Regions from separate parts of the Ovis aries genome. Here region 1 is linked to region 2. The links are chromatin contacts, called in public Hi-C maps. All regions are on one chromosome and are shown on one strand. Each heading gives the region's core, a stretch centred on a gene start, on an enhancer-like site or on the middle of the called end of the contact. The rest is flanking DNA. Distances are from core to core; before and after follow the strand shown. Region 1 holds the start of IRS2 (insulin receptor substrate 2). Region 2 overlaps MYO16 (myosin XVI).

The links. A called contact is a pair of places that touch in the nucleus more often than the background predicts.
Region 1: a contact with region 2 is called in a Hi-C map of tail adipose tissue, with 5 times the contacts expected there. The contact joins the promoter of IRS2 here to the enhancer-like site in region 2. A contact is called at or near these places in 3 of 16 Hi-C or Micro-C datasets (hypothalamus, skin fibroblasts and tail adipose tissue).

What each region holds. Positions count from the first base shown.
Region 1 is chr10:84,032,798-84,038,517 of ARS-UI_Ramb_v3.0, forward strand. IRS2 (insulin receptor substrate 2) reads right to left here and starts at 1,425. Exons shown (of 2, transcript XM_027973785.3): 1 at 1-1,425. The coding sequence starts at 1,130.
Region 2 is chr10:83,477,917-83,484,022 of ARS-UI_Ramb_v3.0, forward strand. MYO16 (myosin XVI) reads left to right here. Exons shown (of 35, transcript XM_042255055.2): 17 at 4,893-5,004. Among named protein-coding and RNA genes, the nearest start is that of TRNAY-GUA, 140 kb to the right of the region's middle. Within about 2 kb of position 4,840, at least 7 of the 54 cell types and tissues checked have an H3K27ac peak or open chromatin away from gene starts, as enhancers often do. A contact at or near this core is called in tail adipose tissue, where this site is marked.

The sequences.
Region 1 (5,720 bases), core at 175-2,674, 550 kb after region 2:
CCCGCCGCCGCCCCCGCCGCGGCGCCGCCGTCGCCCTCGCTGGCTGTGCGCACCCGGCACGCGCTGCACTTGGCGGCGGGCGGGGTGGCGGCCAGGCTGTCGGTGCGCGAGCGGCGCACCAGCCCCGTCTGGCTCGGGGGCAGGTTGACCAAGTGGTGGTGGCGGCGCGCACCGGGCACGCTGATGGGGTGCGTGGCCGACGAGCCGGACGACTGGCTCTTGCTGCGCGGCCGGAACTCGAAGAGCTCCTTGAGCGCCTTCATGGCCTCCAGGATGGTCTCGTGGATGTTCTGCGCCACCACCGAGTCGTCCGCCTGCATCCACAGCTCGCCGGGGCCCGTCACGGCCGAGCGGCCCACCTCGATGAAGAAGAAGCTGTCCGAGTGGCCGCAGCGGCGGATGCTCATGAGCTGCAGCGTCACCGACGGCTGCTCGCAGTTCAGCTTCACGAAGCCGATGGTGCGCGCCGACAGGCACAGGCGGTACACGCCCGTCAGGTTCTTGCTCTGGCCCAGGCCCTTGGGCTTCAGGTTTACCTGCCACACCTCGCGGTAGGCGGCCGTGGCGGGCGCCACCAGCCCGTAGCTGTCATCGGCCGCGGCGGCGCCCGCCGAGCCGCCCAGGGCGCCGGGCAGGGAGGCGCTGCAGGACCCGGAGGTGGCGGCGGCGGCGGGGGGCGCGTCGCCGGCGCCCGCGCGGCCCTCGCTGACCAGGTCGGTGAGCGCGCGGTACCAGCCCTCCTGCTCCTGCTCGTTCTCGGCTGCCACGGCGAAGTACTCGTCCTTGGTGTAGAGGGCGATCAGGTACTTGTGCTTGGCGTCGGCGCGCTTGTTGATGTTCAGGCAGCAGTCGAGCGCGATGACCCGCTTCGGGGCGCCCGCCTTGCTCCGCCACTTCTTCTCGCTCTCGTAGTACTCGAGCCGCGGCGGCTGCGGCGCCGGGCCCCCGCCCGCCTCGTCGCCGCCCGCGCCGGGCCCGCGCAGCACGAAGAAGCGCTTGTGGCCGTGCTTCTGCTTGCGCAGGTAGCCGCACTTGCGCACGCTGTGGTTGTTGTTGTTGTTGTTGTTGTTGAGGTTGGGGCCGTCCCCGCCCGCCGGCCCGGGGGGCCCGTGCTCCGGCGGGCTCGCCATCGCGGGCGCTTCAGGCCGCGCGGCCCGGCCCGGCTTGGAGGGGCCGGGGGCGGGGCTGGGGGTCGGGGGGGGGGCGGAGTGCAGGGGGGCGCGGGCGGCTCCCCACCACCCCCTGCTCGCGCGCCGGAGCCCGCGTCCCTCGGGCCCAGGAGGTGGGGAAGGTTGGGCACGGGAGGCCCCGCGGGGGCAGGCACCCGTGCGGTGGCGCAGCGCCCTCCGCGATCCGGGGCCCCAGAAGGTGCCCGGCGCGGGCGGTGGCTGCCGCCCCCCCTCCTTCCCCGCGGCCCGGCTTGCCCGCGGCCGCTGCCTCCCGGGCTCTCGGGCGGCGCCTGGGGGACTCGCTGGCTGGGCCGAGAGTCGGGGTCCCCGAGCCGCGGGGCCGAGCCTACGGCGCGCGCGGCCGAATGGGTCCCGCCGCCGCGCTGCGCTCCGGGGTGCCGGGGTGTGCCCGGGGACTCGGGGTCCGCGCCGCCGCCGCCGGGGCTGCCGCTGCCGCTGCCGCCGCTGCTACTGCCGCTGCCAACGGCGACCCGGGCTCGTCGCGGTCCCCGCCGCACAGTGAGTAACACATCGCGCACCGAGTGACTGAACTAAGAAGAGCAAAACAACATGTGACTCGCCGTTACGCAGGCACACACGGCGCGGCCGCCCCGCCCCGCCGCCCGCATTGGCGCCGCGCCCCCCGACGGACGGCGCGCGCGGCCAATGGGCGCGGGCCGCGGGGAGGGCGGGCCGCGCGTCCCCACCCCGCCCCCCTTTCTCCCGGGGCCGCGTTTCCCGCCGTCCCCTCCCCCGCCCCCTCCCGCGGGGGGCCCGGGCCGGGGCGGGGCGGGGCGCGGCGGGGCGGGGGCGGCCGGGCCTCATTAATCAGAGGCTCGTTGCGGAGGCCCGCGGAGGAGATGCCACCCAGGGCGGGAAAAGGGGCGCGCGGGAGGGGCGGGCGCCGGCCGCCGCGCGCAGGGCCCGGCCCTCCCGCCTTTGACTCAATTAATTGGGCTCGGAGCTTCCGCCGGGGAGGGGGCGCTGCAGGGGGCGGGGGCCGACCGAGATCAAGGGGCAAGACCGCCAGCCCAGGCTCGGGGCTTGGGAGGGGGCGGTGGCACCCCCCCAACCCCCGGGCCCCGCACCGCCTCGCCGCCGCCGCACTGGCTGGGGCCTGGAGGAGGCAGTGAACTCGGCTGCCCCCCTCGAAATTCCCTCCGCCCGCAGCACACACTTCGGCGCGCGGATCCGGCGCCCGGGCTGGGGGTGGGCGCGCGTCCCCACCACCACCACCCCCGCCTCTGCGGGTTCGCGCCAGGGTGGTTCCCTTGGTGCCCGGCCCGCGGCTTGTTTACAAGCATCCCATTAGTCACCGGTGAGCTCAGGATCGATAGCAGCTTCTAGCCCCTTCCTGGAAGGGGAGCCGTGGTCGGCAAGGGGCGCGGATGGGGGCGCCCCCAGCCCCGGGCCGCGCGGGCCCCAGGCGCTCCCGGGGTCCCGCCGCTCAGGGCTGCCCTTCCCCCGCACCCGATCGTGGGCCCTTTCCGGGGCGTCATCAGCGCCATTCACTTGCATGTTCTCGGGAAGTTGAAATCGTCTGTTTAGATGTAACAGGAGAAAGGGGAGGGCGAGCAGGCGGAGAAGACTGCAGTATCCATCGTGCCGGGAAGAGGGCGGGCTCCGGCGAGCCGAGCCGGGTCCCCGCGGCCGGCCAGCACCCCGCCGACCCCCGGCCCCGCGCGCCGAGGCGCGGGAGTGGGCGTCTCCGGACCTACGCGCCCGCAGCGGGTGCTGCGTGAAAGATCCCCTTGGATGCTTCAGATATTTCCATCTACGTGGCGTCTGTGACTTTCAAAGTCGATTACAAATTAGGACCCACCATATAACGCGTCTCCTAAATGACTGTGAGGGCTGCTGTTGAGGGTGGGAGTGCCCGAGTTCAGATCCGAGCAGGCTACGAATCCTGCGGAAACGAAAAAGGCTATAGACACAAGCCTTGGTCGGGTTTTTTGGTTTGTTTTTAATTGCGTCTTCATGAAATGATTTGAAACAAAAAAATTTTTTTTAACTCCTGGAAGTTTGCCTTTGAATGCCATCTATACCTTACAAAAGTCTTCGTTTCCAATGTCATGGAAGTCTTACATTGAAGAAAAATAATTTAAGATTGTAATTTTTGAAAGACTGATAACTGTTTTAACATGTTTGTAAGAAAGTGACCTGAAAATTGTGCTAGTTAATATTAAGGGCCGAGAGATCCCTACTTACCGAAAGATCGTAGTAGTTTTGTTAGTTGCTATATAAATTATAAATTATATAAATTATGGTTACTGATGAATAACATAAACAGAAGACGGATCAATGACACAAAAATCATCAGAATTTGCCCCAAAGAGGTGTGTTCAAAGTCTATCCTTCATTTTAAACAAACCATGCCTTACAAAATAATACTTCTAGGAGTGGTGGAGTGTGTGTGTGTGTGTGTGTGTGTGTGTGTGTATGCCTGCGCGTTTCTGTGTGGGCATGGGTGTGTATGGACATATTTGTGTGTGTGTATGATTGTGTGTGTTCTATTACTTTTAGATCTTGCTGTTCTTTTTATGGTAACCGATGTTGCCTAGCAAGTTGTCCACCCAGCAAGGACAGTTGATGGGGCTTCTCATCTGGGAGCTTCAAGACCGTGTGGCCCAATTTCGTTGTCTGTGTGATCATTTCCAGTAAACCGACCTGCCTAAATGTTCAGTAACCCTAGCAAGCAGAGGGTGATTGTGGGGTAACCTCTTTCTAGCATCATGCCATAATAATTTATTCAAAGAAAGGATTTTTCCGCTTGATTTTGGCTTTTCAAACAAAATAAGTTTTCAAATACTCATTGAATATTTAGTTGCTGTGCCCTTTGGATGTCAACAAGACCATCTTGGGTTTTGTTTTTTTCCCCCCTCCTTAAAGCTGTTCCAGTGGGTGTTCAATACCAGCGTTCCACTAATGGTGTCAGAAGTTCTGTGCTGGCAGCTGACACCCCCCGTGTACTAGTCAGTCGGTCCCTGGTTAGGTACAGACAAGCCAGGGTGAAGAATTTATCTTCTCTATCAGTGGTGTTCTCATACTCTAGGATCACAGAGCTGCAGCAAAACTGCAAACTGATTGTCATTCTGAAGCCCTAGAACCTCTAGCTGCAAGTGTGGGAGTACAATTTCCCTTCTCATTAAGAAGTCAGCCCGTGAAACCAGCAGAAAGGAACTCTGTAATTAGAAACAGCCCAGTCTTCCTCAAGGAAGGAACTGGTTGTCTTTCTCCCTTTCCATTGCCAAATAAGCTATTTATTTATTTAAAGCTTGTTTGACACCTTGTGATTTTTCCAACTGTTCTCCAGCAAGAGTCAGCTACTAACATCTGCCAACCTGTCCCCTGTGCAGGGCTGGGTGCTGCTTGCGTGGCCTGTCGCCAGCTAGAGCCTGGATGAAATGCTTTCCCATGGCCCGGAATGGATGACAGAATGGCCATGTCTTCCAACGAATATTGTTTTCTGTTTGGTTGGTTTTGTTGTTGTTTTAATATAAAATCTTACACAGTGATTTTTTTTTTTTTTTTACCAAACCAAAAAGTCCTTTCTGGAATAATTTAATTATCTTTCATAGAGTAGTCAATAAAGTGTGATATTAAAAATATACAATAATTCATAATACAAATAACAGTAATAATAATGTCTGTCAGTCGCTCAGTTGTGTCCCACTGTTTGTGACCCCATGGACTGTAGCCCACCAGGCTCCTCTGTTCACAGAATTCTCCAGGCAGGAATACTGGAGTGGGTTGCCATTCCCTTCTCCAGGGAGTAATAATAATAATGACCATTAATTCGCTTCTCTTTCACATAAGGAAGCATGTATATCAGGAGAACAGTTAACATGAGAGTTTTTTGGTTTTGTTTTTAATTCTTAACCCTGTAGCTGTTTCACAGCACTTTTGTCTTGATGGACTCTTTATTTATGAACTGACTAAGCTGATCAGCCCATCCTAACGGAGATCAGCCCTGGGTGTTCATTGGAAGGACTGATGCTGAAGCTGAAACTCCAGTACTCTGGCCACCTCACGCGAAGAGTTGACTCATTGGAAAAGACCCTGATGCTGGGAGGGATTGGGGGCAGGAGGAGAAGGGGACGACAGAGGATGAGATGGCTGGATGGCATCACCAATTTGATGGACATGAGTTTGGGTGAATTTTGGGAGTTGGTGATGGACAGGGAGGCCTGGCGTGCTGCAGTCCATGGGGTCACAAAGAGTCGGACACGACTGAGCAACTGAACTGAACTGAAGGTGATCAGTCAGTGAAATATTATATGAACAGTTAGAGTAGCTTTAACTTAAAATGTATTTTAGGAGTAGAGATTTTAACATCAGAGGTGTATGTCCCAGTCTCTAGAAGGAGCGGCAGCATTCCATCAAGTTTGCTATATTAAATAATGTATTTCAAAAAAACAAATTTTTAAAATAAATAATGTATTTCAGTAGCTCATGTAATACATTACCCTTTTTGTGATGAATGAACTCCAAGGACAGACTTTCCCACACGACTGAGTGAATTCACTCTCACTTTTCACTTTCATGCATTGA
Region 2 (6,106 bases), core at 3,590-6,089:
ATTTGGTGCAAAATGGGGACTGCCGCTGGGGAGAGAGCACCACAGCTCGCTCTGAGAGGCTGCTCCAGAGAGGCACTGGGGAAGGTCCATATATGAGATTTCGGTGCAGGGGGAGCTCGATGCAATCAAGCGCCTACTTTACAAATGCTTTTCTGCTAGTCACGAGGAGCTGATGTCACCACAAAGGGATTCAGTGCGCTTCAACATCTGAGGAGATATGCGGGGATTGGGATCACGAAATCAGTTCCCAGAAACATCTATCCATCTGAAGATGCCTTCCACCAGTTTCCCTGGAGCACAGAGTGCCTCCCTCTCCACCCTGAATTCCCCGCGGGGGTGTCGAAGGTCCGCAGCTGGAGCAGTACAGGCCGATCTCCGCAGAGGCAGATGGCAAATGCCCTCCTGCTTGTCGCTGTCCAGTTGCTGGCAAAGCCTCTTGGCGCGTGCCAACCTGTAGTTGACGTGTGGAACCGTCAATGAATAGATGACAGGGTCCAAAGCTACCAGATGAAACACTTGCGCAGGTTCGTCCGGGTGGGTCTCAACCACAGTGTTGAGACTGGGGGGAAAGCATCGACGGAGTGAGCCTGGTCTGCAGGGACGTCAGCCAACCGTGGCCCACAGTCATCCTTGCCTCTTTTCAAGTGTTAAAACCACGTGGAAACACACATGTGATTGTTAACCTTCAAGTGAGTCACACTGGGGGGAAAAGTGATCAGGAAGTGAACATTATGATCTCTTTATCTGTTTATTACGTTTTTCTGTCGGCAAACAGACAAGTATATTTTGCAGTTTAAAATATTCTACATGGTTAATAGCGTGTGTTGTAATTTCTCAAAATGTTCCTTATTTCGTTTGACTTAGTTTTATATCTTGTTAAAGGGCTTCATTACTGACCAAGCACATTGAGAAAGCCCTCCACATATGCAAGATACATTTTTTTTTCCAGGAAATGCTCCTATTCTATGAGTACATTGCAATCTGAGTTTAGAAAGCAGATCACACAGAGTGTCTTATTTAATTAACATAAAGTCATCATGAAGGAGAAATGAATTTTTCTAATTTCTCATTTAACCTACTTTTATTCCATTTTATAGGTAATAAAAGTTTAAAATGTCATCAGAAAGGGTCAGATAGAGCTCTGCTGTGTTCTTGGTTGCAGTGTTTTACCAGGCGTATTTTTCTAGGGTTCTTCTGTCCTGTGTGGCATTGCTGTTCACTTAGTCATGCCGACTCTTTCTCGACCCCATGGACGGCAGCACACCAGGCTTCCCTGTCCATCACCATCTCCTGGAGCTTGCTGAAACTCCTGCCCTATGTGCGGTTTCATTATTAAATGATTTCAAAGGGAAAAAAAGTACTTTTAATGTCTAAAATGTAGACTTTTAATTTTTTGATTTTCCTGATACTAACCTTCCCATTTTAAGATAGAGTTTGGCTGTTAAGTAAAGATCTGTATTTCTAGTGAAATCAACCTTGGCCTTCCTGGAAAGCAGAAGGATGGTAAAGTTTGTATAGAAGACACTGAGATCTATCTAGTTTGGTTTTTTTTTTTTTTTTTTTTGCATCGTCCTCATACCAACAAGTTTTCTGATTATCGAGGAAAACGCAGTCTTCAAGCATCATTCCTGCCATCAGTCAGCTGCCCTGGAAAACCCCCAGTTTTGATCTGGTTTCTCAGGAGCCATTACAGGCTTAATAGCCCTGTCTAAATTACCCAGATTAACTCCAGCGGTTCCTTCTGCCCAGAATTTAACTGCTTCATGGAGTAGGTCAGAGCTGCCGTAAGTTCCCACCATAAAGATACACAAAGTGGGAGATGCTGAGGTTTAAAGAAATATTTGAATTCTGCATAGGTGGAGTTTATTAGCTGATTAACTTGCAAGAATGTGGAAAGGAACCCTGGTGTTTTGCACATTTGACTCTGTAATGTTAAGGAGAGCTAACTGCCCTTTACAAGATGTCAAGTAACCACTCTGAATGGAATTCTAGCCTATGCTACAAGCAGAAAAGAGAAGATGACACCAGCAAAGATGGATGGAAAACTTCTGCAAGAACAGGAGAGTCAAGACTGGTTACAGCTTCCTAGAATTTTGTGAATTTTAGGCCAGACGGCTCCCACCATCCTAACTCAACCCCTTGCTAACACGGTTGTTGTGACCTTTTCCTTTTGGTCCAAGGCCCCAACCCCCAGCTCGCCTGTCCTCGGAGAAAGAGAGAGCCCCGCTGAAGCTGGCCAGCAGCTCCCCAGGGTCCTCGGCTGCTTCACTAAACCTCCCGTGTCTCCCTGCTCGGCTCCATGCCTGCTGAGTCACTTCAGTTGTATCTGACTGTCTGTGGCCCTGTGAACTGTAGCCCGTCGGGCTCCTCTGTCCATGGGTTTCCCAGGCAAGAATACTGGAGTGGGCTGCCGTTCCCTCCTCAGCGGATCTTCCCGACCCAGGGGTCGAGCCCGCCTCTCCTGTGTGTCCTGCACTGGCAAGTGGGTTCATTATCACCAGCACCACCTGGAAGCTCTGCTTGACCACAGAGTCTCTCGTCCACAGCCAGTGGCTCAGATGCTCAGTCCATGCCTCAAGTCCACTGTCCCTCATCCTCTAAACCTCAACTACGTTCCGTCCTAGAGAAACTGAGGCCATGAGCAGGTCCCTCTGCTCCCTGAGATGTCCGGTGAGCGGACGGTATTCATCGCCCGACCCAAATGTGGGGAAGGCAGCGTCCTTCCACTGGGCCGAGGGGCTCCGAGTCCAGACCCTCTCCTTCCTCTTCCACCTCCTTCTCCGTCTTTGCGTCTCCTCCAGTCTGAACGTGCTTCTGCCTCACTGTAAAAGCCTCCTGAGGTCTCCCCACTCCCCACCCCATCCGGTGGGCTGTTTCACGTTAACCCCCATCCCAGCCAAGGTCAAGGGCAAAGAAGGCCTTTCAGACCCCTCGTCCACACCGACAGAGTCTGCACCTGCCTGCCACCTCCCCCGCTCCTTGCCCCTACAGTCTCCTCTCCATCAACTCTATCTTCATCCGTAAAATGTGGGCGTCTTCTTTCCAGGGCGCTCATCCACTCCCGTGATTTTAGCTGTCTTCGTGTAGATGACTTCCAGGGCTTATTTTCTGGACTTTTCTGAATTTCAGACCCTTATAGCCGATTATTTCCTGGAACACCACATGAACTTCTAGCAAGTAGTTCGAAGTGAACAAACACAGCTATGATAAACTCTGTCTTTCTCTCTCAAGAACGCACTCCTTCTCTTGAGAAGCCCCCCTTGATTGAATGAGGCCTGCTCCACCCTGCTTCCCCAGACGGAAACTTACAAAGCGTCATTGACGCCTCTCCTCCCACCCACCACGGACCCTGTGAACAGCCAGCCCTCCTCTCGCCCACCTGCCTCTCCATCTCCTTTGCTTCTCTTCACTGTTGGTCTCCCTAGACCTGCCGGCTCATTTCTTTGCCTCATCTCTTCCCAGGCCTTCCTCATAGCTCAGTCGGTAAAGAATCTGCCTGCAATGCAGGAGATCCAGGTTGGGAAGATCCCCTGGAGAAGGGAATGGCAACTCACTCCAGCATTCTTGCCTGGAGAATCCCATGGACAGAGGAGCCTGGCGGGCTACAGCCCGTGAAGTCGCAAAGAGTCACACACGACTGAGCGACTGAACTACTACAACTGCTAAGGGCTAATTCCAGGCCACCTCACTGGGCTGCGGGGAAATGCCTCCTGCACCGCCAATCTTTCTTTGCTTCAAGGCCCTGGGGACAGCCGCCACTTCCACGCCACCACGGAAACTTCTGCAGGACGCACAGGGCTCTGGCTCCTTGTCTGGCCTCATCACCCTCGGCCCCTCTCGCCAGAGGCTCCGACTGTGCAGACCTGTGCAAGTTTCCAACATACACACACCACATGGGATCCTGCCTGTGTGCCTTTGCACATAGTGCCAGTTATTCTGAGGATCACCGTGGATCTCGGATTTCCCGGGCGATCCTTACTCAAACGTCAGCTCTTGAAACCAAAGCCTCGTCCTGGCCCACAGCCGTTCCCCCGGTTCCCTTTCTGCACTCCTGCAAACAGGCCAAGGCCTTCTCTGTTGTTCTGCTTCCATGCTGCATCACAGCCGCGCTTTGTCTCTTGTCTCTGTCTTTGGACACACTGTGTTTGTTCTTGAGCCTCCAGGGATAAGCTCTTTGTATCCCGAAGTGTTAGTATTGTGTATTTGGTAGGCGATTCCTTTGTGCTTAGGGCTATCCAGGTGGCTCAGACGGTAAAGAGTCTGCCTGCAATGTGGGAGGACTGGGTTCCATCCCTGGGTCAGGAAGAGCCCCTGGAGAAGGAAATGGCAACTCACTCCAGTGTTCTTGCCTGGAGAGTCCCATGGACAGAGGAGCCTGGCGGGCTACAGTCCATGGGGTCGCAAAGAGTCAGACACGACTGACCAACTAACACGGTCAACTTCTTTTGTCCTTTCTGTGCTTTTTGAACGAAAGGAATAAATCCATGAATTAATCATCCACCTTGTAGTTAAAAGATATTGACGAGAAGAAATCGTAGATTGCTCTCAATTTAAAATTTTGACTACAAATACGAATTACAAAGCATGGGGTAGAATCTGCTAGATTTCTATATGAAATACACAAAGTATTCGTGACCTTCTCTGAGGAGGGGAGCCACTCAAGTGAGAACCAAGGGAAACAGTGTAAATACGTTCTGGTACAACAAGAACCTTCCTTTCTTCCTTCCGGAAACAGCATGTGCTCTTACGGACCAAAGCCGTATAAATCATACAGGGACACAATGTCCAGGTGATGTCCATTATTCTGGAGACCAGACAGGGCTGAAGTGACTTCACCACTGGGGTTTGTTGACAAGCCAAGCCATAAAACTGTGTGGTTTTCCTCCTCACAGGTATTTGCACCAGACCCTTAGAGAAGATAGATCAACAGCAGAGCGTTCCCTGAACAGGGAGAAATTTGCTGTTTTGAAACAAGCTCTGAATGTAATTGGCTTCAGTAACTTGGTGAGTCATGCGGTTAAATATTCCACTGAGGAAATCAACCCTCTGCTAGTTTGTAAAAGTTATTCATTCAAAAACATTCCTCTGCCTCGTGGAGCTTGCATGCTAGTGGGAGAGAGACGTGAGCAAACATTACGCCCAGGGCCGCAGGGTACCGAGAAGATGGGCTGCCGTCCTCAAGAAGGCGGTTGAGACCTTCTCCCACAGGGAGCACGTGAGCGAAACAGATAAGAACTTCGCACTGGCTGAGTCGAGAAACATGGCAGACGGAAGGAGCTGTCTGCTGCCAAGCACCACTTGGGAGAGTAATCTAATCATTCGATTAAACTATCTTCTTGAACACTATGCTTCTTTTTTTTTTTTTTTAATTCTTAAAGAATTATCAAATACCTCCAAAGCTGAAACATACTCTTTAAAGTGCCTAAGCCCTCTGCTACGCAATGGAAATTTCTGTGATCCCAGGAACGTTCCAGGTTTCACCTGCAGTATGGCAGTCACTGGCCACTTGGGGTTGCCAGGCATGGTGGAGGAGGCTGCTGTAGACTCAGGATGTGGATTTTTAACTTTTTTTAAACTTAAAAAAAAATTCTGATCAATTTAAACTGACATTGTCTTGCGTGGTTACTGTTCACTGAAGTGAATAGCACAGGTCCAGAGAACAAGAGATGTGAAGCGTGCTCAGCCGTTTCAGTCGGGTCCGACTCTGTGCGACCCCGTGGACCGTAGCCCCTCAGGCTCTCTTGTCCATGGGATTCTCCAGGCAAGAATCCTGGAGTGGGTGGCCATTTCCTCCTCCAGGGGATCTTTCCAACCCAGAGATCGAACCCGCGTCTCCTGCATTGGCAGGCGGATTCTTTACCACTGAGCCACCAAGACCTCAGAAATTCCTACAAATCTCCTTTTCCTATGCATCATCTCTGTGTCCCGGATGTTCAGTATGGAGCCACTTTAAATGGCAGCTAGTTCCTCATTAGCAATCAACATAAGACTGCATGGGTAACTGGTATGCCTGTAGGTCGTGAGCCAAGACTTAGTGACAGATTTAATTTTTTTTTTTACTCGATATACATCGATTTGGGTCCCTGTCTTTCCCCTTGGCTCATGG